Regions from separate parts of the Sus scrofa genome. Here region 1 is linked to region 2. Evidence: chromatin contacts called from public HiChIP or PLAC-seq data. All regions are on one chromosome and are shown on one strand. The core of a region is the stretch at or near the end of the contact, and the rest is flanking DNA. Distances in the headings are between cores, read along the strand shown.

What was found. HiChIP or PLAC-seq counts read pairs in DNA pulled down with a chosen protein or histone mark.
Region 1: an H3K27ac HiChIP or PLAC-seq map of alveolar macrophages shows a contact between it and region 2. The contact joins the promoter of IQCG here to the promoter of LRCH3 in region 2. A contact is called at or near these places in 1 of 47 Hi-C or Micro-C datasets (heart right ventricle) and 2 of 2 datasets of contacts at active chromatin or transcription factors (alveolar macrophages and skeletal muscle).

Annotation. Positions count from the first base shown.
Region 1 is chr13:134,584,479-134,591,303 of Sscrofa11.1, forward strand. It overlaps IQCG (IQ domain-containing protein G), which reads right to left and starts at 3,644. Exons shown (of 10, transcript XM_021070200.1): 1 at 3,421-3,644; 2 at 616-689. The coding sequence starts at 623. RPL35A (60S ribosomal protein L35a) reads left to right here and starts at 3,810. Exons shown (of 5, transcript XM_003358773.4): 1 at 3,810-3,881; 2 at 4,502-4,546; 3 at 4,741-4,893; 4 at 5,790-5,934. The coding sequence starts at 4,536.
Region 2 is chr13:134,401,430-134,408,395 of Sscrofa11.1, forward strand. LRCH3 (leucine-rich repeat and calponin homology domain-containing protein 3) reads left to right here and starts at 4,648. Exons shown (of 21, transcript XM_013982361.2): 1 at 4,648-4,954. The coding sequence starts at 4,693. FYTTD1 (UAP56-interacting factor) reads left to right here. Exons shown (of 9, transcript XM_003358772.4): 9 at 1-1,203.

The sequences.
Region 1 (6,825 bases), core at 2,394-4,893, 180 kb after region 2:
CCTGCCCTTGTCTAGTCTTCCCCACATTGAATAGGACTAACCTATGTAACTAAAATGATACTGTGGGTTCCAAGGCTAGGTGATTTTGAGACATTAAAGCTTCTCCATCACTTTCTCATAGCGCTGTGTGGGAAGCCACTTTCCTTGTCATGAGGACACATAAGGAGTCCTGTGAAGGGTTCCTGATGCTAAGAAGCTAAAGCTTCTTGCCCACAGCCAGCATCAACTTGCCACCTCTGTAAAAGAGCCATCTTGGAGGTGGATCCTCTAGACCCAGTCAAGTCTATAGATGATTGCAGCCCTGGCCAACCTCAAATTCTGAGAGACCCCAAAACAGAAGCAACCACTTAAACTGCTCCCAAATTCTTGACCCACAGAAACTGTATAAAATGATAAATGATTTACTTTCAGTCACTAAGTTTTGTTACACATCCATAGGTAAATAATACAGATATTTAACATAAGGCATTTTTTTTGCTTTTTTTTAGGGCTGCACCTATGAGATCTCCCTAAGGCATTATACGTGAATATATGTGTGTGTGTGTATAACATATATTTACATATAATTATATAATTATTTATTATATATATAATAAATTGGAAATTGGAACATACTCTTCCATTCTTCTTGAATTAGTTTTGTTAACCTCCACAGTACATTTATAATTTCAAAAAAAAAATGCAACCACCTAAAGTGGGAAGAAAACATTGAGATTAGTTTAAGGCAGTGCTGAATGAATTTAAGTTATTTCTACGCCCTTTCATTAAGAGAAAATTAAAGAGTTAGAAGAGCTGTAGCTTATCCCACTTTTTGCTTAGCAGAACAGTCCCAGAGATGGAAGAACCATTGCCATCATGTGCTGCAGGTCTATTAAATAGTCAGCTTACTTATTGGCACTCTTTGAGTTTCTTAAGGTAAGTAAGTGTCCAACATGGCTTTTCTTATGTTTTTTTTTTTTTTCTTTTTCCTTTTTTAGGGCCACACCTGAGGCGTATGGAATTTCCTAGGCTAGGGGTCAAATCAGAGCTGCAGCTGCTGCCCCACACCACAGCCACAGCAAGGCAGGATCCAAGGTGTATCTACAACCTACACCAAGCTCATGGCAATCCTTAAGCCACTGAGAGAGTCCAGGGATCGAACCTGCATCCTCATGGATCTTAGTAGGGTTTGATAACATTGAGCCACAACAGGAACTCCCTGTTTTTTATTGTATTCTGAGTATTGGTTGGTGATAGTTTTATAACAGATTTACTTTTCTGTTATTCTGATTACTAAAATATTTAATTTGTTTGCTGCATTCCCCTTATCTGTCAGTTAACAGACTTAGAAAAACAATTGAGCTTCCACTTAGAAAAACTATATTTAACCTGAAAAATTAGTTTAAACTGCTATCAAGGTGTTACCCTTCCTCAGTAAATCAAAGGCTTCTCTGCTTAAATAAGCTTTACAATGAGAACATCCTATGGAGAAATTTCCTCTGTACTGAATCAATAGCAAATGATAAGTTTACAGTGTGATTTTGGCCACAATAAAGTGATCCTGAGGAGGGTGGTACAAATGTGTCTCATGAAACAAACATACACAGAAATTAAAGAATTTTTATGTAAACTGAAAAAGATTCCAAACTAGCCAAATTTTCTGGTATAAGCGCAGTCTTAGGAGGAAGTAGCATGGTAAGAAGATTTTGTTCTTTGCTGTGTTATTTTTCCATTTTTTGGGCCTGGGGCCTAGGTGAGTGTGCTTCACACAGGTAAGATAGGGCTACACTTATGCAGAACCCAGTACTTTTGTGCTGTTCTGGCTTCTCATTGCTCAACACTGAAAACTTAGGAGTCATTTCTGCTTCCTCCTTCATCGTGACATCAGCATTCTCCCAGTTCAAAGCATCACCACATCCTATGGATTTTACTTTCTATTTCCATATCCCCCCAACACCATGTTGAATCTGTTGTTCCTTGCTTGAACTACTCTAAAAGCCTCTAAATTATTATTATTATTATTATTTTGTCTTTTTAGGGCCGCACCGAGGTATATGGAGGTCCCCAGGCTAGGGGTCTAATCAGAGCTGTTGCCTAGGCCACAGACACAGCAAAGCCAGATCCGAGCCATGTCTGCAATCTACACCACAGCTCACAGCAACGCTGGATCCTTAACCCACTGAGTGAGGCGAGGGATTGAACCCACAACCTCATGGTTCCTAGTTGGATTCGTTTCCTCTGCACCACAACAGGAACTCCTAACAGCCTCTAAATTAAAAGCGATTTTTTTTTAAATGAACGACTGACCTTTTCAAATTGAAACTCTCATCACATCTCTCTTTAAAACCCTTCAATGGATTCTATTACCTTAGGACAAAAACTAAAATTCTCAACTTGGACCATAAGACTTGCATGACCTGGGTTCCTCTGTTCTTCTCCAGATCCACCTAGCACTGCCCTTTTATTGCTCTCATGGCCTCAGTTTCAGTGGGCTTCTTTCTTCTATGGAATCATGCTCCCTTCCAACTCAAGGTCTTTGCACGTGTTACTCCTTCAACTTGCACTCCTCTCCCTGCCCCTCTCCAAATTGTAAAGTCCCACTGATCCATCAGATATCAGCTTTAAATCACTGGCTTTTGCTAAGTATCTGCCATTGGCCCCCTCTGGAACCAATCTTTATAGCTAATTTTTTTCTCATATTACTTTTTTTTTTTTTGCTTTTTAGGGCATATGGAGGTTCCCAGGTTAGGGGCTGAATCCGAGCTGCAGCCGCTGGCTACATCACAGCAATGCAGGATCTGAGTCGTGTCTGTAACCTACACCACAGCTCACAAAAACGCTGGATCCTTAACCCACTGAACGAGGCGAGGGATCGAACGTGAGTTCTCTTGGCTGCTCGTCAGATTCTTTAACCGCTGGGCCACGACGGGAACACCTTACATTACCTTCTAATGTAGTATATATTTTATTCACTTGTTTTGCTCCCTCTACTAGATGTAAGCTCCATGAGGCAGAGATTTCTGCCGTTTTACTTACTGCAGCGTTTTCTGAGCCAAGAACAAAGCTTGGTACATGGTAGTCAGTCATTAAAACTACTTGTTGAAAAAAAGAAATAAATGCATTGAGCAACCCAAATAAATGTGCAATAATTAGGAAATTAAATCTCTGACTCAACTAATCTATCCAACTCTGGTCTGCAAGTATTTACTTAAGACCTATTACACATGGGCACGGTACTGCGCTCACTGAGAGCTTGGCGGCTGACGGAATTATTTTAAAAAGGGAAGGAGGCCTTTTGAGGGCAGTGCTCTTCACCCCAAAGACAAAATGAAAGAATGGAAGTAAGAACTTAAGTCATTTCTTGAAAGAAATAAAGGAGTACGAGGAAAGGAGGAAGGGGATGGGAAGGGGAGGTAAAGAGAACTCCCTCCCTCCTCCTGCCTTCGTGCTGGCGGGCTTTCTCTTCCAGGCTAGAACCCGAGAGTCTCCGTTCGCTCTATTCCACTGTGAAGAGAAGGAAAGAGACTCCCTTGTTGGCGAATCAAATCTGGAGGACCGGAGCGGCTTCACCTCAACTACTGCACACGGGAATGACGCTGAGGTGTTTCTGTGGCAACGCAAGCTTCGGAGGGCCTTTCTTCTCGTTTAGCTGGCTACCATTTTGCCTCCATCTGCTCCAAAATAATGCGGGTCGCATCTTACAAAGATAAAAGGACTCAGGGAAAGAATTGTACGAATGCTCTTGAACGAGGCTTATTTTAGTCAGAAGACGATTTCTCGGGCTCTTTTTTTGGCGGTCGCGGAAGATGCCTAAATGGGGGCGGGGCAGATAGGTGTTTACCCACAAGGCTCCGCGGCGGGGCCTTCCCCCTTCTCTTTCAGCCATCTTGGAGCCTGTGGAGGTGAGTTTAGCTCTGGCAGCTGAACTTTGAGGGCAAATGACTGGGATGGACTCGGTTTTTGCCTCAGCGAGGCACTGCTGCATCGCCGGGTCTCTGCCAGCTAGTGATATTTATGGATTCTAGCAACGGGGAGGACAGGATGGAGGAGATATTGGACTGATGGTGCTGGTCCCCTGACGTCTGTGAACGGGTGCTCCCGTAATCGGAGTTGCTTCCTGGAGGAACAGAGATGGATTCTGTCTGGCAGCAGTTGCCCTTTTGAAGCAGTCGTTCCTTTAGGCAGGGTTCCTTGTCCATTTATTCTTTCTCTAAACCTGGCTTTGCGTATTTACGATCTCTTTTTAGCCTTTCTTTCCTATGCTGTGCTTAAGAGCCTTGTTCCTTGCGTGCTTCTGTTTTCTTTGATATTCATTTTCTCCTACTGACCGTGGCGTGAATTTTCTTAAGACTTCCTTTTGGAGTTTCTAGAAGTTACTTGTAGTTTACTGTCTTACCACTTTTCGTTTTTGTCTCATTTTGGAGTTTGCTTAGCTGTTATCTGACTTAGGGGTCCTTTTCTGAGGAGACTAGGTAGGAAACGTGCGAATACAAGATTTTAAACTGATTATTTTTGTTTTAAGGCCTCCTGGGAGCAGGACTTCAAAACCAGCAAATATGTCGGGAAGGTATGCGTTTCACATATCATTGCTTTGTACTTGCAGTCTCTTTATTACGCTTGAACCTAAACGTGAGCTTAAAATTGGTGGGGGAAAAAATGTTTGCTACACGGGTCATCATCACAAGTCAGATCTGTACCTGTGGTTTATCGAAGTTGAGGTATCTTTTAACAGCTTATGGTTAACGATATATTTTGTCGTAGGTTGTGGTCCAAGGCCATTTTTGCTGGTTATAAGCGGGGTCTCCGGAACCAGAGGGAGCACACAGCTCTTCTTAAAATTGAAGGTGTTTATGCCCGAGATGAAACTGAATTTTATCTAGGCAAGAGATGTGCTTATGTGTACAAAGCAAAGAAGTAAGTTTATGTAGTATTTTTATATTTTCTGAGTTGTACTTGATTTGTCTCATTTGAAGTTGGTAAAGTAATTGGTACTGTTGTAGAGTCTACTTTGGATTTTATGGAACATCATGGTGGTGTTGGATGTAGGTGTCTTCTGCACTTAGAAAAAGTACAGCTGTTAAGTGTTTTCAAGGAAGGAGTCAGTTCTGTATATTATGATCTTAAGGTTTTATAGAGCCCTTTTCATGTACCTTAATTCATTTCGTTGGACTCTTATATAGTTGTATACATGCATGAACGTATTATTTATGTCTTTAGAGCATTGGTTCTTAATCCTGGCTTCTTTGGAAGATTCTTGGGGGTCACGCTTTTATTTCCCCTAGCCCCCTTTCCTTCTGCAACCAGAGTGAGCCTTTAAAAATTTAAGTCACATCATCTGTACATTGCTCAAACTCCCACTGGTCCCATCTCTTCAGTAAAAGTTGAGGTCATTAAGGAGCTTCTAGGACCATATACATTCAGGGCTCCCTGTTTCTACTCTTAACCCAGCTAGGATTTATCCTATCTACTGCCCTCCCAAGAGCCAGGGACACAACCTCAGGTTTTTAACACAAGCTGTTGTTCCCTTTCCAGTCTTTTCCCTAGTGTTACCTTCTTAGTAAGGCCTTCCTTGGTTATTGAAAATTGCAAAAAAGTTCTCTCTCTACATTCAAACATCCTCACATTTCCTTGTCCCCCATTGCCCTTTTCTCCTCCAATATTGTAGCTATTAACCATTTAAAGTTTCCCAGGTGACCAAAGTGGTTAACTAGGGTTGAGAGCCATTGGTCCTGAAGTCACCTTGATTTTTATATCTCACTATACTGATTGTCTTGGTTCTCATTCCTTTTTAAATCCTTTTTTAAAATCAGTAACACAGTGACTCCTGGCGGAAAACCTAACAAAACCAGAGTAATCTGGGGAAAGGTAACTCGTGCTCATGGCAACAGTGGCATGGTTCGTGCCAAATTCCGAAGCAACCTTCCTGCCAAGGCCATTGGACACAGAATCCGTGTGGTAAGTAGTTATTTGCAAATGGCACCTTGTTGAATCAAACTAAGCTGAAGGGGGTCTGGCTTTGACTGCTAAGGACTCCAGTGATTATAAAATGTCATGCTGCAAAATTAGTGGCTACTGTGAAAATGTATTATGGAACATGTTTTGGCAGAAACTTACAGAAAATCAAGGCAAAGGGATTGAATGATTTTTGCCTGCATTTGAGGTATTGCTAAAGCTGCCTGAAGGGAATAGTATAGTTGACCTATGAACAATGTATGGTTAAGGGCACAGTGGGAAATCCAGGTGTAACTACAGTTAGCTGAATCTGTGAGTTCTGTCAACTGCAGATTGTGTAGTACTGTAGTATGCATTTAAAAACCTGCAAGTGTTCTCCCTTGGCACAGTTGCTTAAGGATCTGGCATTGTCACTGCAGTGACTTGGCTGTGGTGTAGGCTGGCAGCTAAGCTCTGATTGGACCCCTAGCCTGGGAAGCTCTATATGCCACTAGTTTGGCCCTTTAAAAAAAAAATGGCAAAAAAATTTTTTAAAATCCACATATTTTCAACTTGTGTTGTACAAGGGTCAACTGCTTAAATGAACAGGGTTGGTTTTTTTTCTTTTCCCTTAGGGCCACTTCCAAGGCATATGGAGGTTTCCAGCCTAGGGGTCAAATCAGAGCTGTACCCGCTGACCTGTGCCACAGCCATGCCAGATCCGAGCCAAGTCTGGCACCCACACCACTGCTCATGGCAATGCTGGATCCTTAACCTGCTTGGCGAGGCCAGGAATCGAACGTGTGTCCTCATGGATAGTAGTCAGATTTGTTTCCACTGAGCTACGACAGGAACTCAAAAAATGAACAGATTTAAGCAAATATTAGAAGATAAAAATTTAATATGCCTTTTGCT
Region 2 (6,966 bases), core at 3,398-5,897:
GGTTTGAAAAGCTACCTACGAATTAAATTGGTAAACCAGTTCAGTCTGTTGACATCCCACTAACTGCCTCTGGACCATTTCCTTCATAGCTCCAACAGGAAGTAGCCAGGAAGAGTTAAAATAGAGAATTTAATTTACTCAGAATGAGGAATATTAGGCTGAATGAGCTTTTAGAGATCATCCACTTCTGTTCTTTTACCTCTTGGTTCACTGAGACCCAGCTTTTCAAGACTTTTGTATGGTAGGGTCATACCTAAAGCTTAGATCTTTTAGTACTCAGTTCATAATAAACTGTTCCTGTGAATCGAACACCCAAAGAAAGTAGTGAAATGTGTGGCTTGTCAGGTATTTAAGATGTAGTAGCTGTGTATTAGCATTTGTAGGATAGGAGGTGAATATACATTGTCAGTGATTATTGTGAGATTTTATCACTTTGGGTATTCCAGTTAGGTAGACCTCTTGGAAAAGGCCATTGTTCCTAATCAAACATTATGCATTTTTTTAAGTAGACATAAACCTTACTACAATTTTATCTATAAACAAATCATAAAATGCTTCCAAGTACGAACAAACTTAAAGACTTTACTGCCCAGTGGTTATTTTTTGTTGTAATAGATATGTATATCAAATTTGGTGTCAATAGCTTTATAATTCACACAACACACCCAGTGTCAGGCAATTTTTATTCTGACATATATCTACATTACTGTATGGAGATAAGAGAGAAGAAATAACTGTGTACTACGGAGAATGAATATCATACATTCAGAGTGCAGGTAGTATTAGGGCAGAAAATGATTTCTTCATTTCTCATCTTTGAAATTTCATCAGACTTACATGATTATTTGTGTTTTGCCACTGTAAAAAAACAATGAAGCATGTGATTTAAGCTTTCTTTAAAATCGAGTTCTTTTTTCATAGATCAGTTTGGAGTTAGGCACATTTTAAAAAATGATAACCAATAAACCCCAAGCGTTTGCAACAAGAATTTCACACTATTGTGGACGATTAATAGGGATTTAAGGATTGTTTATAAATTGGTGACTTTTAATGTCTCTTTTTTCCCCTGCCATTATAGTTTACTTTCTGAAGTCTGTTCAACAAAAAGCTTGATAAAAACAAATGTGATATTCTAAAACTGAAATTACTTTTTATCAATATATTCAAATGTTTTACTGATCTTTAAAGATGAATAAGAAACTATTTCCCTAGTGTGTGTGTTTAATTTCTATTTCCTTTTACCTCTGAGAAGAAAAATCATATGGTCTAAATTTCTTTGTCTAAAGCTTTAAAAAGTCAATTATGGAGTTCCTGTTGTGGCTCAGTGGGACGAACCTGACTAGTATCCATGAGGATGCGGGTTCGATCCCTGACCTTGCTCAGTGGGTTGAGGATCTGGTGTTGCTGTGAGCTGTGGTGTAGGTTGCAGACACAGCTCAGATCCCACGTTGCTGGCAGCTGTGGCTCTGATTCGACCCCTAGCCTGGGAACTTCAGTATGCCACAGGTGTGGCCCTAAAGAGCAAAGAAAAAAAAGTCAATTATTAGTGCTTCTTATTAAAGAGGGAAGGACCAAAACATTTATTGAATGTAACAAACCAATTCTATGCTTTCTTTTTATTTGAAGAGAATGGGATTGGCCAAGATCTTAATCCTACTTGCTTTTGATATTATAAAGTGGAATCTTAAAGGAGTGACCATTATACCCACATATACTCATTAGTATATTTCTAATGAGTAGAAGTAGGATAAGGACTTCCTTTCTACATAATATGAAATACAGAGTTGGAGACAGTGAAACTTTTGCCCCTAGTATTCAGTGAGTAAACTTTCAGCCTGTAAAATACACAGAAAGAAGCAGGGAAGTTATATTAATTCCTAACATTCAGTAACTCACATTGCCAATTTTTCCATCTCCTGCTTCCAGACCACACGGAGCAGCAGTAGAATGAGTTGTAGATCCCTTGCCCTTGTGCTCACAGCCCTTTTGCAACTGTTTCTCATTACTTCTCTTAATCACTAGTCTCTTTGGTCAGCTTCCTACAATGACTCCATTTCCTACCCCCTCATTCTTGTCAATGATCTTTTGCTTTATGGAGAAGACTGAGGGAGTAATATGAGAATTCCCTCATATTCTACCTTGACTATGTAGGTGAAACTATAGATCCTTAGAAGTCTCAAATTTAACACCTTGACCTATCATTTTTTCTTCCAGCCCTTCTTTACATAGGACTTGTTCTCATGTAGTAGCATATGTATAACACCTTCATTTTTCCTATATCCACAGGCTTTTGTTTTGGCCTTCAAATATCTGCAGACTTAAACATCTACAGATATTTTGCTTTCATTAACACCCTGTTCTCAAAAATTGTAGTTTTTGTTTTGTTTTGTTTTGTTTTGTCTTTTTAGGGCTGCACCCATGGTATGTGGAGGTTCCCAGCTTACACCATAGCCACAGCAACTCGGGATCCTAGCTGCATCTGCGGTCTACACCATAGTTTATGGCAATGGGGGATCCTTAACCCACTGAGCGAGGCCAGGGATTGAACCTGCATCCTCTTGGATACTAGTTGGGTTCATTAACCACTGAGCCACGACAGGAACTCTGAAAAATTGTTTTTTTTTCTTCCTCCTAACTTTCTGTATTAGAACATAACCTCTGTTGTATTAGGACATAACCCATCTTCCATCTCTGCTTCTTCCCACTCATTCTTACTATATTTAAAGTAAGATGGACTTCTTTTGGTGCAGTGGCTTAAGGTTGGACTTCTGTGGTGCAGTAGGTTAAGGATCTGGCATTGTCACTGCAGTGGCTTGGGTCACTGCCGTGGCAGGGGTTCTATCCCTGGCCCAGGAACTTCTGTATGTCACAGGCAAGGCAAAAAACCACAAAAAACAACTATTGATATATTCAACTGTAGGATATGGAAGGTAATTGTAGAGTTTAACATATTAAGGGCCTTAAAATCTACTTGGCTAGGAGTTCCCTGTGGCTCAGTAGGTTAAGGATCTGTGGTGTGGGTTTGATCCTTAGCCTGGAATCTTCCATGTGCCCCACTGCGGCCAAAAAAAAAAAGTTCACAGAACCACCATTACTGATCTGAGCAACCATTACTGATCAGCTTTGGTACTGAGATTAAACTTTTTTACAGGGATTCTTATAGTGACTGAGTGGCTAACGAATCCAACTAGGAACCATGAGGTTGTAGGTTCCATCCCTGTCCTCTCTCAGTGGGTTAAGGATCTGGCGTTCCCATGAACTGTGGTGTAGGTTGCAGACATGGCTCAGATCCTGCGTTGATGTGGCTCTGGTGTAGGCCAGTGGCTACAGCTCCAATCACATCCCTAGCCTGGGAACCTCCATATGCCACAGGTGCGGCCTTAGAAAAAGACAAAAAAAAAAAAAAAAAAAAAAAAAAAAAAAACCACCTTTTTTGCAATCCCTTGCATTTAGGAGTTGGACAAGTACTAATTAAGGTTTCATTGAAGAGTTGCACCATGAATGATGGACGGGCTCTCTCCAACCTTATTTTCTTTTGCTCTTTGACATGATCTTTATGGCCTGTGGTGATGTTCTCCGCATGTACCATTAGAAATCACACCTGGATGTGTTGATGCTGATGTACCTTCCAGCATACCTCACATCAGAATCCTTGAGATTTGATTCAAAACCTCATCTATGACTGCATTTCACTGAATTCTGGTGGTTAATCCCCACCACCCCTATTAGGCCCTTTTTTTGTGGTTTTAATCTAATTGGTTTATTTGTCCGGATTCTAATTACATTACAATCTAAGAAAAGGACTGTATCTGACAGTCTATTTCCCATGGTAAAAGTTCATTGATTGTAGGGGAAATGTACATCATTTAGCAGGAATGGCTTAAGTGTGTTAAAGCAGCAATATGCTGGACTAGTTGCAATATATATGAGCTCTAATTGGTTTAAAATGTAGTATTTTCTACTTTTTCAGTAACTTTTTTTTTTTGACTATTTCTTAAAATTGTCTCTAAGCCCTACGTGTAGATTATGGCCAGATCATTTTATATTTCTCAATTTTGGTTCCAGACCAAAAATTTGAACTTTAATACCTCTCACCCAGCTTTATTCACCAATCTTGCCTAAGGGACAGATACTATTTAAGGTGCTTATTTTCGTTAAACTATTTCGTAAAAGGAAAGGCCTAAAATATCTATACGTCCCTTTCAGTGAGAATTATGACATTTGAGAGCCAGGTTAACACTTCTTTTCCTCTCGGGCAATAATAGTTAATAAATCTGCAAGTCTCCATTGAGATCATTTGGCTTATAGAATGACAGGAGTCAGGAAATGTTTCTCATCTCACCACCCAAATTTCTGGCACCAACGGTATTGAGCCTTAATGTTTAATCTAGTACTGAAGGAGGACGGTGGAGAAGTTTTGGTGAGGAGCGTGGTCTGAAAAGTATTTTTATAGAGGCTTGTCGGATAGGTTACTGGGACTAGAGCAGGGCGCCGCTCCCAATTTGTGAGTTCCGTTTTAATTTCGCTTGGAAACCTCAAGTGGGCGGGGGCTAGCGCCGGGGTAAGCGGAGGGGCCCTGCAGCCCAGCCCATCAAGGGACCCGTCCGGGGTCTGCAAGCCCCTTTCCCCGCCCACCCATCATCTGGCCGCGCATGCGCTGCGCGGGCGGGCCAGAGAGTTGTCGGCTAGGAAATGGCGGCCGCAGGGTTGGTGGCTGTGGCCACGGCTACAGAGTACTCTGGCCCGGGAACGTCGGGAGGTAACCTCTCCGTTGTTAACTGCGGCCCAAACTCCGGCACAGGCCCTGGTCCCGGCCCGGGCTCGTGGAGCCGCTCCCTCGACCGAGCGCTGGAGGAGGCGGCGGTAACCGGGGTGCTGAGCCTGAGCGGCCGGAAACTGAGGGAGTTTCCCCGGGGAGCGGCCAACCACGACCTGACGGACACCACCCGTGCGGGTGAGTGGGGCGGGGGTCATCCCTGCCTACAGGAGGCCCGGGGCATAGCCAGAGGCGGCCCCAGCCTATGGGGGGGAAATCGCGAGTGGTTACAGCAACTGGTCCCGTAGCTTCGAGTCGGGACTCGGGCAACGGGGAGAAGCTGGCGGCCCCCACCCACCCAGCCCCGGGGCCTGCGGGCCAGACCCCGAGCTTGGGGCCAGGCGGACAGTAACACCCCCTTCCCCGGCGGGGGAAGAGCACCGTAGAGGACTGCCGGGTAGTCTTACTCTCCTAGAAAATTAACTTCTGCCACTGCTGAGCTAGACCCTTGCTCCGCCGGGATTCTTCAGGCCCTTTCGAATTTGGGATGCCAGATTGACTTGCTAAGATTTGGGATTGTAGCGCGCTCATGATAGGTCAGAATAGCATTGGTCACTGCATTGTCAGGGGGGCATGACTCTCTGCACTGGCCTCTTTTTATAAGAGTTGTGTTTTTAGTGTGAACCCGAACGCTTTAATTTTTTTCTCTTTCCCCTTCATCTAGCTGACTTACCCAGTGTACTTGTGAAAATAACTAGAGCCCACCTTCAGATACCCACTCTTTTCCTCTCTCCTCATGCGGCCTCCAGAAAAGTTGAAGGAAGAAAACTGTTTAGAAAAGATAAACATAGGTTGCCTACCGTTTCTGTATTTAATGCTTTTTAACCCCCCCCCCAGTACTTTACCGTATACTTATTTTTGAACACAGAAAAGATAATAAATCAAGTATTATCTGATTTTCTTGGTTGTAGAGAACAATCTCTGGTGACTGAGGTGTTCAGCATAATGTTTCTCTTGTGTTTAAAATATAGCTTCCTCAGGGAGTAGATTAAAAAGGGAATCAATATAAAGGAGAAAAAAAGCCCCTTACTTATAGTATGGTATGATGTAATTATTTTCATATGTTTTTGCAACCAAAGAATGTGTAGAACTTTGTGTTTTAACCTTTCCTATGTTTGTGCACTCATTAAGATTGATAAGTATTACACATAACTGACTCATGTTAGAAAAAGAAACAGAACTGTTAAACTACTTCAAGAAACTATTCTTTCCAAATAAATTTTTCCTCTAGTGTAAAATTGAAAAAATCAGATGCCTACTTGTTTATAATCTCTTCTTGAAAACAGTTGTACTGAATATACTTTGTATTTTTTAGTGAATGACATTAAAATTAAACTTTCCTGCTGATCTAAATATGAACAGCCACTTGGCTTTTACATATGTTCTGATAGTAAACATCTAAAATTGTCATTCATACCCCAGATTTCATGATTCTGTTCAGGAGATGGATGGAGTAGTGATTTCTTATTGGTGTCATTTCAGTATTACTACATTAAGCCTGAAGTTAAAGAACAAGGTGATTACAGGAGTTTATCGAGCTCATTATCTTACCTGCTTTTAAATAGTTCTAAAAGGAACAATGTGTTTTGCCTTTAAGAAATATTTTATTAACCGACAAAACCCAACGGCATTTATACAGAAGAATAAGTAATCCCAATGAGTTTTTCCCTTACCATGCTCTGAATTTTTAATTCATTAGTATCTACACTTATTTTATTACTTTAATATTAAGTTTCTTCATAAACCAAATTTTTTGTTGGTTAACATTTTATCTGGTCAAAAAGTGTAAAGAAAAAAAAGTTTACAAGGTGCTTTATAACCTACTAGACTAGATTCATTTCTGACATGTTAGAAATATCACTTATTAAGTATAAGTAATCTTTGGCAACCCTTGCTAAGTACAAAAATAGTGAATTAGTCTCTGAATTATTTTAAATGTCTAATTTTATGTGGATAACATTATTGAGTTTTCACTGTTTCCTATTCATTATCATAGGTGTTTTAAAATACATTGCCTTTCTAAGTGCTTAACAATCAGTGGATTAAATATTATTATCCTGGAGTTTCTGCTGTGGTGCACCGCACCGGGATTGGTGTCCTTGTGGTATCGTTGTCTCTGCAGTGTTAGGACACAGGTTCCATCCCTGCAA